Linked DNA regions of Mus musculus: regions 2 and 3 are each linked to region 1. The links are chromatin contacts, called in public Hi-C and HiCAR-type maps. All regions are on one chromosome and are shown on one strand. Each heading gives the region's core, a stretch centred on a gene start, on an enhancer-like site or on the middle of the called end of the contact. The rest is flanking DNA. Distances are from core to core; before and after follow the strand shown. Region 1 has its middle 75 kb from the start of Gadd45g. Region 2 has its middle 19 kb from the start of Gm33116. Region 3 has its middle 33 kb from the start of Gm33041.

Region 1 (5,034 bases), core at 959-3,458:
CAAATTAATCGGACGCTCTGCCTGTGGCCTGGGGCACCAGCCCCACACCCTTTGGAGGCCCAGCAGGTGCTCCACCGGGCAGGTGTGGGCCTCACCATATGCTCTGCTGAGCATCTGAGCATCGGGTTTCCTCCAGAATCTTTCAATTGCTCGCCAGGTGAGATAAAGTGAGTAGAAAGAAGCCCTGTATCAACCTGTGGTTGCACGAATCACCTCTGGGCAATGACAGCCCTGAGCCCCAGCAATGACAGGCAGAAGAGAGGGACAGATGTCGAGGCGGGGCCTCAGTGCAGCCTGCCTCTCAGGAAGACTGGAGAGGTGTATTGAAAAGAGACTGAGGACGTCGCGGCTCAGTGGGCCCAGTGCTTGCCTATCATTTACAAAGCCCTGGGTTCTCTCACCAGCACCACATAAACTGGATGTGGTGGTGCGTCCCTTAATCCCAAGATGTTTGGTGGAGGCAGAAAGATAAGTTCAAGGTCATTTTAGACTACATAACGAGTTTGGGGGGCAGCCGGGACTACATGCAAACACTGTCACAAAGTCTTTTGTATTTAGGAGACTGGAGTTGAATGACCCAGATGCTTCCGAATGCACAATGGAACCCAGATGTAGGACGGGAAGTCTCAGCAGGGGAGCCTGACTTAGCTGCTCATCAGAGCCGCCCTGGGAACCTTAAGATTCTGCACGTGCTGGTTGTTTTAGGAATAGTTAAATCAATAGTTAAATCCTATACGGTAGCCCTGAGCCACCCCAGGGCATGAACATTTATTGCAGTCAAAACTACAGTTTGCCATGCCACTCTGGCTGTATTGCTGAGCCCGGTGGCTGCGCTGATCCCTGTAGACAGCGAACCAACCTTCCAGCACTCTTGCAAGACGACCCAGAGCAGTTTGCTGGGCAGCCTCCCTGGCCAGGGATTCCCAGGTTGAAGGTGTCTTGGCCATGAAAAGGTGACTTACCACTCTGGGTGAGCCTCTTGCTACACAGTGTAACACTGGTCTCCCAAATCTTTGTGCCCCAGGATTGTTGGGGTGCAGGTGGGAGGACTAGGGTGGGGGAAGTATTATAATCAAGTTCTCCCAGCCTGGCAGGTACACTCAGCCCCATCATGCCTCAGCCTCCTTTCTCCCAAGCTAGGCTAACCTTGACCCTGACCTGCCTAATGTGTGTTTCTAGGGCATTCCCTTGAGTTCTGGTTATTCACGCCCTGCGGAACTCTTAGATGTCTCCAGACTTTCTGCAGGCTCCTAGGAAGCCTTCCATTCCTCCAGCAATCCTGTCGCCTTCACACCCCAGTGTCTCAGGCTCCAGGAACCCCAGGTGGGCACACACTGGTGCCCAGAGCCAGTGTGGGGTCTCTTCGGCTCATATGGAACTCACCCTGTAATTTATCCAATGAACACTGTGGTAGCATGTGCCACATGCCAGGGATCTTTGAAGCGGAGAGATTGCTTCTGAAGTGAGCACGAATGTAAACCGAGAAGGGTGCGGTGACGTTCATGATTGGGCACACACAAAACCTGACTTTTAGGAGGGGCACGCACTGTGGCTGTAGGGCGCCATTTCATAGCATGTGCTTCCAGCTGTTGATGGAGGAGGAAGAACGAGAAGAAGGAGAAGGAGAAGGAGAAGAAGGGGCGGGGGAAGGGAAGCTTCTGTCCTGACAGCTTGAACTTCTTTTCATTGTTCCAGGAGTCAGCAGCAGGCCCAGCCAACAGCTGTGCACTGCGTATATCAGTAACAGCTGCCTTCTCCTGGGGTGAAATTAAAAGATTAGGGGGTGTGGGGCACGTGCTGGCCCCAGGAGCCCAAACAATGCTTGATTTAGGGTGAAACTCGTCTGGGAGGCTGACAAAGGAGAAGGCTCTGAGTTGGCTAGGGGTCAGGATGGGGGTGGGGGGCTGGCTTTGACAGAGACAAAAGGAGGGGAGCGGGAGGGGCGAGGTTGGGGGAGACAGGGCCCAGTGAAAAGAGGCCTGGAGCAGCTGCTCCTGCTCCAGAAATTTGAGACGGGTCTTTTCACAAACACAAACCCTGGAGAAGAATGGGGAGGCAGGCTTAGCTGAAATGGCCCCTTTTAGAAATGAAAAGGAGATTGAGAGCCCTGTCCGTTTTCCAAGTTTTCACCTAAGAGGGTGGAACATGATTAGTGCAGAAAGAGTGTGCGGAGGAGCAGATGGGCGAGCCACCCCGGAGCTGGGCTCTGTGTTTACATAACAATCATGGCCACACTGGGGTGCAGGAGCCAAGCTCCACTGCCACACTCCGCAGAGGTGGTGGTTGCCCCTGACTTCCAAGTGGGCAGTTCAAGCATGGCCCCAGTGTGGCTATTAACTGATGCCCTGGGCTAAAGCAAATAGATTTCATGACCTTGAAGAAACCAGGTGCCTGCCAGCAGGAGGCAGCCAGCTTTGGAGCATCCTGTAGTTTCACCTGGACAGAGCACTCTGTCTGAATGGCCGAGCATGTCAGACTCTCCTCCCTCCTTCCTCCCCCCACCCCACAATGGCTGAGCATGTCAGACTCCCCCCCCCCCCTGGCCACTGTGGAGAGCTGAGATTAACCTGTTGGAGAGACAGCCCTGGCTAGACCCCATTGGAGTCTGAGGTCAAGGGTCATTGGAGTCTGAAGCAGAGGTGCCTGGCAGCGGAAGCTTGGGTTTGCACGTGCCCCGAGCTTTGCCTCTGAGAGCATCCTTGTCCAAAGGCATGGGCTGGCACTGACCTTTAGAACAGAGATGCCAAACTCACTTAGCCTGTGCTCCCCAAGATGCCAAGATCCTGGAAGACAGAGGGGCTAGGGAATGCACTAGATAGATAGAGGCAACCTAATGGCTCTGCTCACAATATCCCTGCTCCTTTGACGGTGAAATCTGAGCAAGACACGAAGGTTGGAGGTGGTGGGCACTGTGTCAGCATCCAGGTCTCTATGGCTGTGGGTGTCTCAATAAATACTTGCAAGAACTTAAGAGAAAGGGTATAACCTGTGGGCCTCTAATTGCTTCTCAGCTCAGGTGGAGGGGGGGGGGCGGGGAGAGACATACCTCACTATGTGGCCATCTCCCGCCCATGATCACTCAAGGATCCTCTCACATACCCAAGTCCACCTCTATATAAAATGATATCTGCGTGTCTCTGTGCATAGCTTTCCATATATTTTATTTTAATCAATTAATTAGATAATTGATTTTTCTGTGGTGCTGGGGTAGGAACTCAGGGCCCTGTACATGCTAGGCAAGGGTTCTACTACTTACTGGTGCTCTTATCCTTGCCCACAGATGAAATCATCCCTGGTTAATGCTTGGTACCCAGCTCAGTGCAAACACTATGGAAATTAGTGTACAGAATTGATTGGGCATAATGCCAAACAGAGATTGTACACGTTCAGTACAGTGTGCCCCACCCCACATTTTAAGAGATTATCTTGTTTCATTTAATTATATGTGTGTGTGTGTGTGTGTGTGTGTGTGTGTGTGTGTGTTTGGGAATGTATGTGCAGGTACTTCTAGAAGCTAGAAGACTAGAAGACAGGATCAGATCCCCTGGAGTTAGTGTTATAGGTGATTGTGAGCCATCGAATGTGGGTATTGGAAGCTGAACTCAGTCCTCAGCAAGTGCTTTTAACGGCTAAGCCATCTCTCCAGCCTCTGCCCTTCCTTCTGTTTTAAATGTGAGACTGGGGAAGAGGAAGAGAGAGAAGGCCAAAGGGGTGAGGTGTTAACACTTGAGAAATCTGGGTGAAGGGCAGACAGTAATTCTCTGTGCTGTTCTTGCAATCTTTTTCTAAGACTGAAACAGTCTTAAACACACACACACACACACACACACACACACACACACACACAAACAGGTAAGAGCCACCCAGATGCATGGCATGTGAGTGGCCATTCTGGACCCTCTGAGTGACATCATGGATCCTGCAGGCCTAGGTAGCTCTGCCAGCCCGATGGTCTCACCAGTTCCCAGTTCACCTGTCATGAGAACCTGGACCTAAGCTGTGTCCCTAAAGAGGACTGTGTGTGTGTGGGAAGCAGTCATGCTTTTGGGGCACCCAGATGGGCGTCTTTGTGGAAATCCCCGAGTGTTACAGTTTCCACAGTTCAAGGGGACCAGAGTCCACAGCTGACCTTGTGGTAGGCTATATGTTTGGGTATTGCTTCTGACAATAACCAGAGTGGTGTGTGTGTGTGTGTGTGTGCACGCGCGCGTGCGTGTAGGCCTCCCCTAGTGCCATTTCTTAGGAGGCACCGACATTGTTTTTGAGCTAATGTATCTTACTAGCCTGCCAAATAGGATAGGTCAATTGGTCAGTGAGCCCCAGGAGTCACCTGTCTGCCTTCTCCAGTGCTGGCCTCACAGATGCATGTCCATTTAATATGAGTTCTAGGGGTCAAATTAAGGTCCTTGTGCTTGCATGGCAAACACTTTCCCAACCGAGCTATCGGCCTAGGCCCTCTGAATCAATCTTACATGATTGCAGAAAGCAGCTGCCTGTCTCCAGGGTCTCCTACTTTACTTCTACCTCTATGTCATTTTGCCACTTGGGTTTAAGGTATGTACAGGTCCCACCAAAACACTTATATCTGAATCCCTGGTGATGGGTGTCCGGGGAAAGGCCCTGGACATCACCACTATGTACTCCTTTGGAGTTTGAATGTGCTCTGTTGCTTAGAAGGGCTACCTGGGAGTTTGTACTCAGGGATCTTTTTATGTTTTTAAGAGGGGTGTGAGCTTGGCTCTCTGCTAAGCTCCTTGAGGCCAGGCTGCCTTGAGGACCAGAGTCAGGTGTAATTCTGGACGCATAGACCTGTCTTCAGGACACCATGTGGCCACCCTGAGGTCGGAAGTCTGGAATTAGTTTCAGGTCTAAGCTTTGTAGCTGAAAAAGGCAGAGGAATGCAGGCAAGCTCTGCTGCCTGCATCCAGAGAGTGGTTGTATGAAGACATTGGCATCGGATGTCACAGGTAAGATGCCTGTGTCTTCTTACAGCAAGGATTGTGATGTCATAGAGCGTCATCTTCATTTCTTCAA
Region 2 (5,034 bases), core at 1,440-3,939, 330 kb after region 1:
GCTTTGGTTGTGAGATGTCATCAGAGCAACAGAAGAGTAACTAATATGGCTGATCAATGGCCTGGCTAAGGGACATCTCTAAGGAGTATGTTCACTTTTCCTCCCCAGAATTCCTGCTTATAAGAATTCTCTTATAAGGCATGGCTAAACGGATCCACACGTCTGTCTGCTTTTCTGAAAAGTGTGACTTTTCCTTTTCTTCTTTCTTTTCTCTGAGCGTGCTTCCCCTAATTCTTTAGGAGTCCTTCTTTCTCTAAAGGTCCCCTCCCTGCCATGTGGTTGCCTGCCACCCTGTGGCTGACCTCTGTGCTGGCATATCTCGGATGGGTGTGGCTTCTTCATCAGGCAGCTGTGACATCCACCCTTTACCCACTCTGGGGGTTTCCTTTTCCACTTTAATAAAAGTGTCCTGAGTTCCATTTGAGGCTGTTCTTTATGTAGGCAGTCCCAGGATGTGGCTTTCCTGAATCTTCAGCCTTTCAGTGATGCATGCTTTGAGTTATGCGTGCATGCTCTCATTAGATAACTTCTGTAAACCCATAAGCTCACCAAGCTGCATGTGGGCAGGTCCATTTGGGGGGAGGGTCACCAGTTTTCTCCTTGGTAAGAGTAGAAATCTGTCACAAAGTACCCCTGATTTTCTTAACTGTGACAGTGAGGTGGCCTAATGCTGGCATACTCCTGGAGGTCTTTCACCTATTTTTAATAATAACAAATCTGCTATGCTGGGTCCAGCATAGGTCTGAGGTCATGCCAATTGTGAACTGAAAGACTGTGGGCATGCTCCCACTTCCTCTGCTCTTATCGCAGTTCTGATATATATGTATATAATATGTATTATATACAATATATACAATATAGGCTATATACCATATATCTTATATATTGTGGATATGTAAGGAACATATCTTATGTAAATGTAAGATATATATCTCATAATTTTATTTGTGTGTGTTTGTACATGCACACACATGGATGTATGCCTATTTAAGGCACAAGTGTTTGAGTGTCTGTGGCAGCCAAAAAAAGAGGCAGGGTCCTCTGGACCTGGAGTTACAGGCATTTGTGAATCCGTAGACATGGTTCTGGGGGTGGAATATGGACACCCCCAGAATATGGTCCTCTGCAAGAGCAGCAAACTCTATTAACTGCAAATCCCAGTATGAGCCCATACTCCAGTCCCATGTATATATCCCTTCACAGAAGAGATAAGACCTCAGAAACCTTGTGATGCCTTCTTCATGCCTTAGCTTCATCATCCTGGAAAGCCGTCCAGTTTTTTCCCATCATGCACTTGGTCCATCTATGATGCTTCGGGTTCCTTCACCCCTTCCTGGATGTGGTTCTTGTCTCTCCCAGTTGGCTTACTGTCATCTGTCAGTCATTCCCTGTCCCCATGGCCAAGCTGCTCATGAGGAAGGTTTCTCAGCTCCATGCTTGTGGCCCCAGGCTTGGCTATGGGTCACCAGTGGCATGTGGCATCCTGTGTTTCTTCTTGGCCTTACTCTGAACACTTTTTTTTTTCTTTTTTGCCCATTCTGTGCTTGGTGTTCATTTCTAGAACTACAAGCAAAACTTTTTAGGTGTAAGGAAGCTGCTTCTTTTCGGAGGTTTAAGACCATATCTGGCACCAATTGAAAAGTAGTGTCCAGGCTGGAGAGATGGCTCAGCGGTTAAGAGCATTGACTGCTCTTCCAGGGATCCTAAGTTCAATTCCCAGCAACCACATGGTGGCTTACAACCATCTGTGATGAGATCTAGTGCCTTCTTCTGGTGTGTTTGAAGACAGCTACAGTGTCCTTGTATAGATGAAATAAATAAAAGAAGCCTTTAAAAAAAAAGTTTCCCAAAAATATGTAGTCGGCTTTGTAGCAACACAACCTCCAACTCAAACATGGATAAGTCAGTGTGCATTTATTGTCAGCAACAGAACTGTGTCTAGATCATATAAACTTACCTCTGTGCTGGGGCTGGAAGGACAATTTTTATGGAATTTTTATGATTTATATGGTAACATAATTTCTTTATAAAATATATGCATTTCTAGGTTTTCCAGTGGTGGTAGCCAGGCAATGAAGTGAGAAGGTATCTCAGGCGATTAGAATACAAATGGTAGGTCCCAGAGCCTAGAGGACTAGGGAGGAGGGGTGCCCCGAAGGACAGGAGATGGCTCTCCAAAGGGAAGCAAGGCCTAGATCACTGTTCCCACCCCGGTAGTGAAATGCAAAAGTAGAGAGATTTGCGTTATAAAGGCAGCAACAGTGTTGACTAATCTTGGTTACCAAGTTGACACCCAAGAGGGAGTCTCATTTGAAGAATTGTTTCTGTCTGACTGGCAAGTCTGTGGGGCATTTTCTTGATTGCTAGGGAGGTCCCAGTTCAGTGTGGGTGGTGCCCATCCCTGGGCAGGTGGACCTGGGCTACTTAAGAAGTTTTGCTGAGGGCTGGAGAGATGGCTTAGTGGTTAAGAGCACTGACTGCTCAAATCCCAGCAACCACATGGTGGCTCACAACCATCTGTTATGAGATCTGATGCCCTCTTCTGTCTGAAGACAGCTACAGTGTACTTACATATAATAAATAAATAAATAAATCTTAAAAAAAAAAAAGAAGTTTTGTTGAGCAAGAGCCCAGGATGGAGGCAGTAGGCGGTACTTCCCATGCCCCGATGACCACTCTGCATGGCTACTTCTTGCTGGGGAGTATGCACTGTGGTACCAGATACAGACAGAATTGACTCGGTATCTAATTAAGCAGCTCTCACCCCACATAAAATGTGCTTCAAGGATTTCGCATGTTCCATTCCTCCATGTTTCCCGAACCTTCTTGTCTTCTTTTATCTCTTCTCTTTCCGTCTTCTTCTTCCTCCTCCTCTCCTCTCCCCCAACGTTCTTTTCATAAGTTTTTAAATCTTTTGAGAACAACCGGTTAGATTCTAACTGCATATTCTCCTGCAGCCACTAGATGGAGCTAAAGTACACAGTGTCATCTGTCCACGTGCAGGTTAGCTTTACCTGTCTGTTTGACACAGGCTAGCATCTTCTGGGGAGAGTCCCCGTGAGAACTGCCTAGATCAGGTTGAGCTGCAAGCATGTCTGGGGAGTGTTGGCTTGGTTAACCCTTGTAGGAAGTAGCTGTTGTAGGAAGACCCAGCCTGAAAGTGGCTGTGCGTCATTCCCCTAGGACCTGGGCTATGTAACTGCAGGGACAGCTCGCTGACTGTTCTGCATATATGTGCCCATTCTTCCTCCCCTCGTCTGTGGACGTCATGAGACAAGCTGTCTTAAGTTCCTATTGCCTTGACTTCCTAGCAATCATGAGCCGTAACCTGGAATTGTGAACTAAAATAAATTCCTTCTTTTCTAAGTTGTCAGGGTATTTTATCACGGCCACTGAAATGAAACTCCGTAGTATGTCAATGGGTTTTCACATGTTTCAAATGTGTGCTTGCAGGAAGTATGGATCACTTGATTACAAGACAGAAGGTGTTTTTCTTAAAAAAAAATAATTATTTGTCTTATGTGTCTGTGTTGGCTAAGTGGATGTAAGCTCACCATGTATGTGAAGTGGCAGACATGGGTCAGAAGAGGGCACCAGATAAGATAGATCCCCTGGAACTCGAATTACAAGAGGCTGTGAGCTACCCCGTGAGGGTGCTAGGAGCTGGACCTGGGCCCTCTGGAAGAGCAGCAGGTGCTCTAACTGCTGAGCCATCTCTCCCATCCCAGAAGGTATTTATTAAACATCCTAGAAATGGCAGAGGAGAAAGAAGAAAAAAACAACTGTAGACTGTGTGCTCCGTCCACAGCAACCCACTCTTCCATGTAGCGATTACTTCACGTTTAACTGGAATCATACTCAAAACACCACCTAACGCCCTGATTCACCTGAGTGTGTGCTTTTATGGAGCATTGTGGGGTGATTTGATACATGTCCAGGGTGTTCACATGTGCACATAAACACTCATATATCTGGTCCTTTGAAAGGCGCGTTTACCGGATTGCCTTGCCGAATGGAAGCTGAGGGCACAGCCATTGCCAGTTTTCCTGATCCTGAATTCATCTGAGAAAAAAAAAAATTGTAAGTGACGGTCAGCAGATGGCGCTCTAAGAATGAAAACTGAAATTATGAGTCTTGGTATGCTCCGTCGCCAGGATTTCTGTCTGGAGGGGAAGCCTCTGAAAGATGTGTATGCATCACAAAAGCCTGGAGTAGGAAAACACAGCACCCAGGGGTCTGTCATGAATTCAGGGGAAGCCGGAAAGTCAAACATGCTCAGATTCAATGCTTAGTGATGCTCATGTTGACCAAATCCAATCAGGGGCACGCAGAGTCTTGCTATGTGGCTGCTGTTTAAATTAAGTAATTCCTAACACACTGTGGCTTTTGATGATGCTACTATATATGCTTGAATTTGTGTTATTTGGTTCCAAGTAACTTACCAAGTTCTGTTCCGGCTTATCTTCCATTTTTCTCCTGTGGAAATCCAGCCTTTCTTCTCTTCCTTTGATATATATATATATATATATATATATATATATATATATATTGTAAAAAAATCATTAAAAAAGAATGGGAACTATATTGCTTTTCATCTTTGGGCTAAATTAAATAGTAAGTGAGAGTTAGGTTTTGGTGATTAATTTTGCCTACTTGAACAGCTGTGAAACAGGAGCATAGGTAGAGTGGGGTCTGGTTTCCCACTCACAAACAAACCTTTACAGAATGGTTACACCACAAACATGCTCCTTACACCTCCAGGAAGCTTGTCTTAGCATGATAGCTTCCAGCTGAGTCCCTACTGGAAGAGTCTGTTGAGGTGGGCTGATCAGTCCTGCCAGTTTCTAATGGATGCTCTGCATAGCACCAAAGTGTGAACTTCCACCAAACTCCCGAGAGATGCTACAAAACTCTAAGGGCCTCCTTTCATCCTCCCACGTGTGTACATCCTAAGCTTCCTTAGGGGTCCTGGGATTACAAATGCTCACACTGTGCCCATGGTTTTGCAAGCCCTCCTGTTTGCACAAGTGATTT
Region 3 (5,034 bases), core at 1,222-3,721, 270 kb after region 1:
GACTTATCGGCTCCTGGAACCAGCTCTGTCCCGACTTGCCCTCTTTGTACTGGACAATGGGGATGGGATCATATTTGGGAAGCATCCTGCTTCAAGATAGCTCACTATGAACAGAGCTATCTATTGGTACAAGGATAGACAAGGACCAAGTCCCTCACTGAGAAAGGAACTTCCTTTCTTGGGTCTCCTTTCATCTTTGCAGGAGGAGCCACTCAACATTACTGGCTTAAAAATAACCTAGAGGGAAGGCGGGACTAAAGAGATGTCTCAGCCCTTATGACTATGTATGCTTTTGCAGAAGACCTGAGTCAGATTCCCAGTACCCACGTCGGGTGGCTGACAACTTTGTATCACTCTATTCGACTCCAGCTTCAAGGGATCCCATGTCCTCTTCTGGCCTCCAAGGGGACATGCACAGATGTATTATGTATTATGCCCTGACATACACATAATAACAAATAAACATCACTTTAAAGGCCAGGGATGCAGTTCAATTGATAGAAGCATTAAAGGAATCTCCCGTCTAAAAGATGACAATGGAGTTTAGTTATTATTGTTGATGAGTGTTTTGTCAGGAAAGCAAAGAAAAAAAATTTCCCAATAAAATATAATTTATATCAAGAATCCTTACCCACTACTTACCCCCAACAAAGACATCAGGGGCTCCATCTGAAGCTGGGCATCCTAGTTCTCCTCTGGGACTTTTTTGCCTTGAGCTGAGGGCACTGAGACCATGCTGGGCCTGTTGCCTTGCCAGGATCTGGCTTCCCTCCCTGAGGTTGGCTTACTGGCCACATCATGCCCCCAGCTGGCCTGCCCCGTTCCACATTCCAGCTCTCTGTCTTCCAGCACTCACAGAGGCTGTCTTTGCTCACTTGGACACAGACTCTACGCTTCAGTCTATAGGTCACTTTCCCCGTGGGACCTTAGCGTTATGCCGCCGATGAGGTGGCCTCAACGCAGTTCTGAGGAACTATATTCCAAGCAGTTCTACATGTCTGTGAGTGCAGGGGTCCATTTCTCCCTGTAGGTGGAATGAGAAGCCTGGATTACCCAGCAGCTAATCCCCAATCTCTCCACCAGCTTCAGCAGCCAAGTCCATATGACGACAGCACCCCTTGGACTCTGTTCTGTGTAGGAAGGCTTAGCTATTGACATAAGGCCAGCTGTACACTGCCTGGACAATGGGGACAATCCTGCCAGCTCTGCTCCTGCCTGTCACAGTTGTCATGTCCTGTTGAGGTGACACAGCCCTCCAAGACTTTTCTTGTCTCTGTTTCTCTTTTAAGCACTCAAATATCAGCTTTACTCTGACCATAGACCTCAGGGAAGGCCAGCAAACAGAACCTGGATCCTTCCAGATTGCCGGGTTGCTCAGTCATGATTACCATAGCTTTCATGTGGTTTGAATGATTACACCAAGATTCATGTGGTGGGAACCTGGTGCCAAGTGCGGTGGAATTGAGACTGTGGGACCTTTAAGAGGGGCAGCCATGACTAATGATGTCACAACTACTAACCCTGTTGAGTAACATTCATGATGGCTCTTCCCTCTGAAAGAATTGTATGTCCCTCAAGACTCATTAGTTGTCATGGGGACAAATTACTGTGAAGAGGAAGCTGACTTTTGCATCCCTCTGGCTTTCTGTCTGGTCATGTGATCATTCCCTCTTGTCCCATCTTCCTTATCATGTTGAGGTGGAGCCAGAAATCTCTCACCAGAGCCAAGCAGACACCAGGGCCACATACTTGAGCACCAGAACCAAAAGCCAAGTAAGTGCCCTTTTTTTCCTTATATAGTTGCAAGCCTCAAATTTTTGGTATAGCAACGAGAAACAGACTAATCTATTTTCAGCTGAATCATTTATAACATGAGCCCTCCAGCCCTACGTGTTCTGAGTTCTAGCCTCCCAGAAGCCTCCAAATCCCAGGAACAAAAGACACCACTGACCCAGATCAGCCATTGATAACATCTGTCCACCGTGCACGTGCAAACAGGCATTTGCAAAGAAACTTATTCAGCAGCTACTCATCCAGACCCTGGGCCTGGATCTTCCCGAAATGGCATAGTCAAGGTTTGTAAAGCAAGTCATTTGAAAGGTGATTCGCTTGGAAAATGCATTTTTAAATGGGATGGTGCTGTTCAGGCTCCAGTCTCGGTGACCTCAGGGATGCACGCACGCAGTCTGAACAGTGCACAATTGTAACTGTTCCATCAGGCAGGGGGTACTCTAGGAAGAAATGCCTGTACTATCAGACTATTGAAACAGGTTGAAGCTTGCTCCAACCGCTGGACTTTTCCTGGGAATCCCATGCTGAGGCAAAAAAAAAAAAAAAAAAAAAAAAAAAAAAAAAAGGTTGAAGCTTGGTGTTGATTAGAGGAGGAACTTGCCTTGCCTCCCAGGAAGAGACGTCCCACAGTTCTGATCTCTCGCCAGAACACTTTGAGGAAGGACTGAACTAACTGGAGCTGTGTCAGGGATGGGCTGATCCTGGGCAGGACCACACCCTGACCTGACTGCTTAGCTATGCATGCCTCTTGCATTCTATTTAAGCCTAAGCTTCCTGTCGAGACTCTGGCGATAGACTGGGGGTAACTTCTTCCTTCTTCCTGACAGGATCATATGAACCCCCCGCCCCGCTTCTCTGCCTTTCACTATTACTACTCTCTTTGACTGGTACGACAGGTCGGGTGGTTGAGCCTGCCTTGTAGCTGCCAGGGTGTAGGCTCTGACCCACACAGCTCTAGTGACATGGTACAGATAAGTGACTGCTATTCCACTTTGGAATGTCAAGTGTGACCCCTGAAGGTCTTGCCCTTGTAAAAGGAAGGGATTGGCTGATGTCGCCAGGTCAGATGCTCTGAGAGGAGGGTGCCTAGCTCTTGGCCCTGCATAGATTTGGTTTTGGTTTTATTGATCCATAACAGGACAGATACTGTCACTCATCTGTCTTGGTCTCCGAGGTCAGCAGTTGAGGGTTGGAGTTAGGTGTAGTCTGTTTAAAACACTATTGTTAATTCATCCTGTCAGACAGCATTATAACCAGGACTGATAGCAAAACATGTCCTCCTTCCCTGTTCCACCGGGTCAGCCTGGCACGGGAGCTGTGTGCTTACTTGCTGGTGACCCTCCTCTGAGAAGGAAAGTGACTTGGCCAAGGTCACACAGCCTAGAGGCTCATGAGTCAGACGTTTTAGACCTGACTCTCCACTCACTCCATTGTGTCTTAGATGTCAGCCAGGGCCACACGACACGTGAAGTACCTCCATTAACTCGTTTTTCTAGATTATTGTTCTCCACGCCCTTGTAGCTGCTGATTCTGCACGAAGGCTCCGGGCTCACAGGAAGTAGAGACAGCCAGACTGTAAGAGAGTACTATGGACTGTCCATTAATCATGTGGCACAGAACCTTCCCTGACTTTAAAAGGTATAAGAAGTTACTCTCTCCCCACCACTTAGACTTGCTTTGTCCTCTGAGTCCCTGCCCAGGATGCTGTCTGTCTGACCATCCATGGCATTAATAATCTTTTAATACATCTCTTATTCAAATAGCAATCTACTTCAGTATTCCCCTTAGACTCTAAACCCCCAAACCTTTTGAAATCCCTTTAAAATAAACAATAGAAAACTGGGCAAAGGGGGTGACTGCCCATCCCGGCACTCAGGAAGTGGGGGGGGGGGCGCGGTAGGATCAGGAGTTCAAGGTTATCGTCAACATCTTGAGATCAGGACTAGCCTGGGATGCATCCGGTCCTGTCTCAAACTACTCCTTGATCTCCCCTGCGCACATATGCATCTGTGATGGTTTTAACTGAGCCATCAAGCGGCAGGTTGAAATGAGCCAGGCAGTTAGTAACTACTCAATGCTAGAGATTTTACAGTGTGCAGAGGCAGGTTTGTATCTGACGAGGTTACTGAACACAAAGAGGGTTAATATGATATCATAGTCCAGCTGGTCCTTCCCTTCATGCCCTTGGCTAACTGAAGGTCAGCTCTGGCCTACTACTCTCCAAGAACAACCTGTGCATTTTAAGAGTGCTTCCAGGGAGTGGCATTTGATAAGCTTTTCCTAAGTCACCGAGAGGAAGGCTTCACTGGAGCCGTCCTTGAGAATTATGAACTCACAGAACGGCGTGAGTGGCTCTTTGGTTTTCTTAGAAATCTCTATCAGTCCCTTTCCAATTCAACCATGCATGCAGCCTGGTGAAGGTCAGAGTGAAACCCTGACTAAAGTCCACCACACTGCCTGTAACTGTAGCAGCAGGAGCTGGTGTTTGTGTGTGCGTGTGCGTGTGGGCTCCCAGAAAGCCCAGTGGGAGGCAGCTATCCTAGATGGCGGCTCACATAAGGAAGTGTACAGCATCCTTCCTTTAGATGCTTACCTGTGAGAGCAGCTAAAGACACTCATCTCTGGAGGGTGCCTTCCTGCTGAGGGTCCATTCCAGGTATTTTGCAGGAATAGTAAGTGCCTGTCTTCAGTAATAAAGGGTGCTTTAACTTAAGAAGTCAGAAGCTAGACTTAATATACAGATCTGTAAGAATAAAGAGCACAAGATCCACAATAAGAAGCAAGAGAGACTGGAGAGAAATGAAGTTTATGAGATTCCAGTCCCCCATCGGGTTATTGAATCTGGGGCTGGTGAATGCTTGACTTGGTACTAATCAAGAACCTGGAACAAAAGCATACATCCAGATACACACACACACACACACACACACACACACACTTCCATGCAGAGATGCAAGATGCATACATTCACACAGAGAAAGACTGGGCATGTACATATGCAAGCACACATGTAATCACACAGAGAAACATACACATATGTTTACACATATATGTACATGTATGAACATATAGGAACAGGGACATATAGACACAGGTAGGCAAGCACATGTATAGATACATCCACATATACACTCATGTGTGGAAATAGAGCAGGTGCGCACACACACACACACACACACACAGGATCTTACAGTTTTTAAGAATAAATGTGTGGGAGTAGAGCAGGTGCACATACACACACAC

Evidence for each region. A called contact is a pair of places that touch in the nucleus more often than the background predicts. HiCAR-type assays count read pairs that join an accessible place to other places.
Region 2: a Hi-C map of embryonic stem cells shows a contact between it and region 1, with 2.3 times the contacts expected there. The contact joins two enhancer-like sites. A contact is called at or near these places in 1 of 15 datasets of contacts at CTCF or cohesin (large pre-B cells), 1 of 484 Hi-C or Micro-C datasets (embryonic stem cells), 3 of 115 datasets of contacts at active chromatin or transcription factors (all in embryonic stem cells) and 1 of 9 other capture datasets (embryonic trunk).
Region 3: a contact with region 1 is called in a HiCAR-type map of embryonic stem cells, with 3 times the contacts expected there. The contact joins two enhancer-like sites. A contact is called at or near these places in 4 of 484 Hi-C or Micro-C datasets (bone marrow-derived macrophages, embryonic stem cells and nephron progenitors), 6 of 115 datasets of contacts at active chromatin or transcription factors (differentiating embryonic stem cells, embryonic basal ganglia and embryonic stem cells) and 1 of 9 other capture datasets (embryonic trunk).

The regions. Positions count from the first base shown.
Region 1 is chr13:51,918,988-51,924,021 of GRCm38.p6, forward strand. No RefSeq gene overlaps it. Among named protein-coding and RNA genes, the nearest start is that of Gadd45g, 75 kb to the left of the region's middle. RefSeq lists an enhancer at 926-3,145. Within about 2 kb of position 2,209, at least 74 of the 459 cell types and tissues checked have an H3K27ac peak or open chromatin away from gene starts, as enhancers often do. A contact at or near this core is called in embryonic stem cells, where this site is marked.
Region 2 is chr13:52,250,267-52,255,300 of GRCm38.p6, forward strand. No RefSeq gene overlaps it. Among named protein-coding and RNA genes, the nearest start is that of Gm33116, 19 kb to the left of the region's middle. Within about 2 kb of position 2,690, at least 6 of the 459 cell types and tissues checked have an H3K27ac peak or open chromatin away from gene starts, as enhancers often do. A contact at or near this core is called in embryonic stem cells, where this site is marked.
Region 3 is chr13:52,187,245-52,192,278 of GRCm38.p6, forward strand. No RefSeq gene overlaps it. Among named protein-coding and RNA genes, the nearest start is that of Gm33041, 33 kb to the right of the region's middle. Within about 2 kb of position 2,472, at least 64 of the 459 cell types and tissues checked have an H3K27ac peak or open chromatin away from gene starts, as enhancers often do. A contact at or near this core is called in embryonic stem cells, where this site is marked.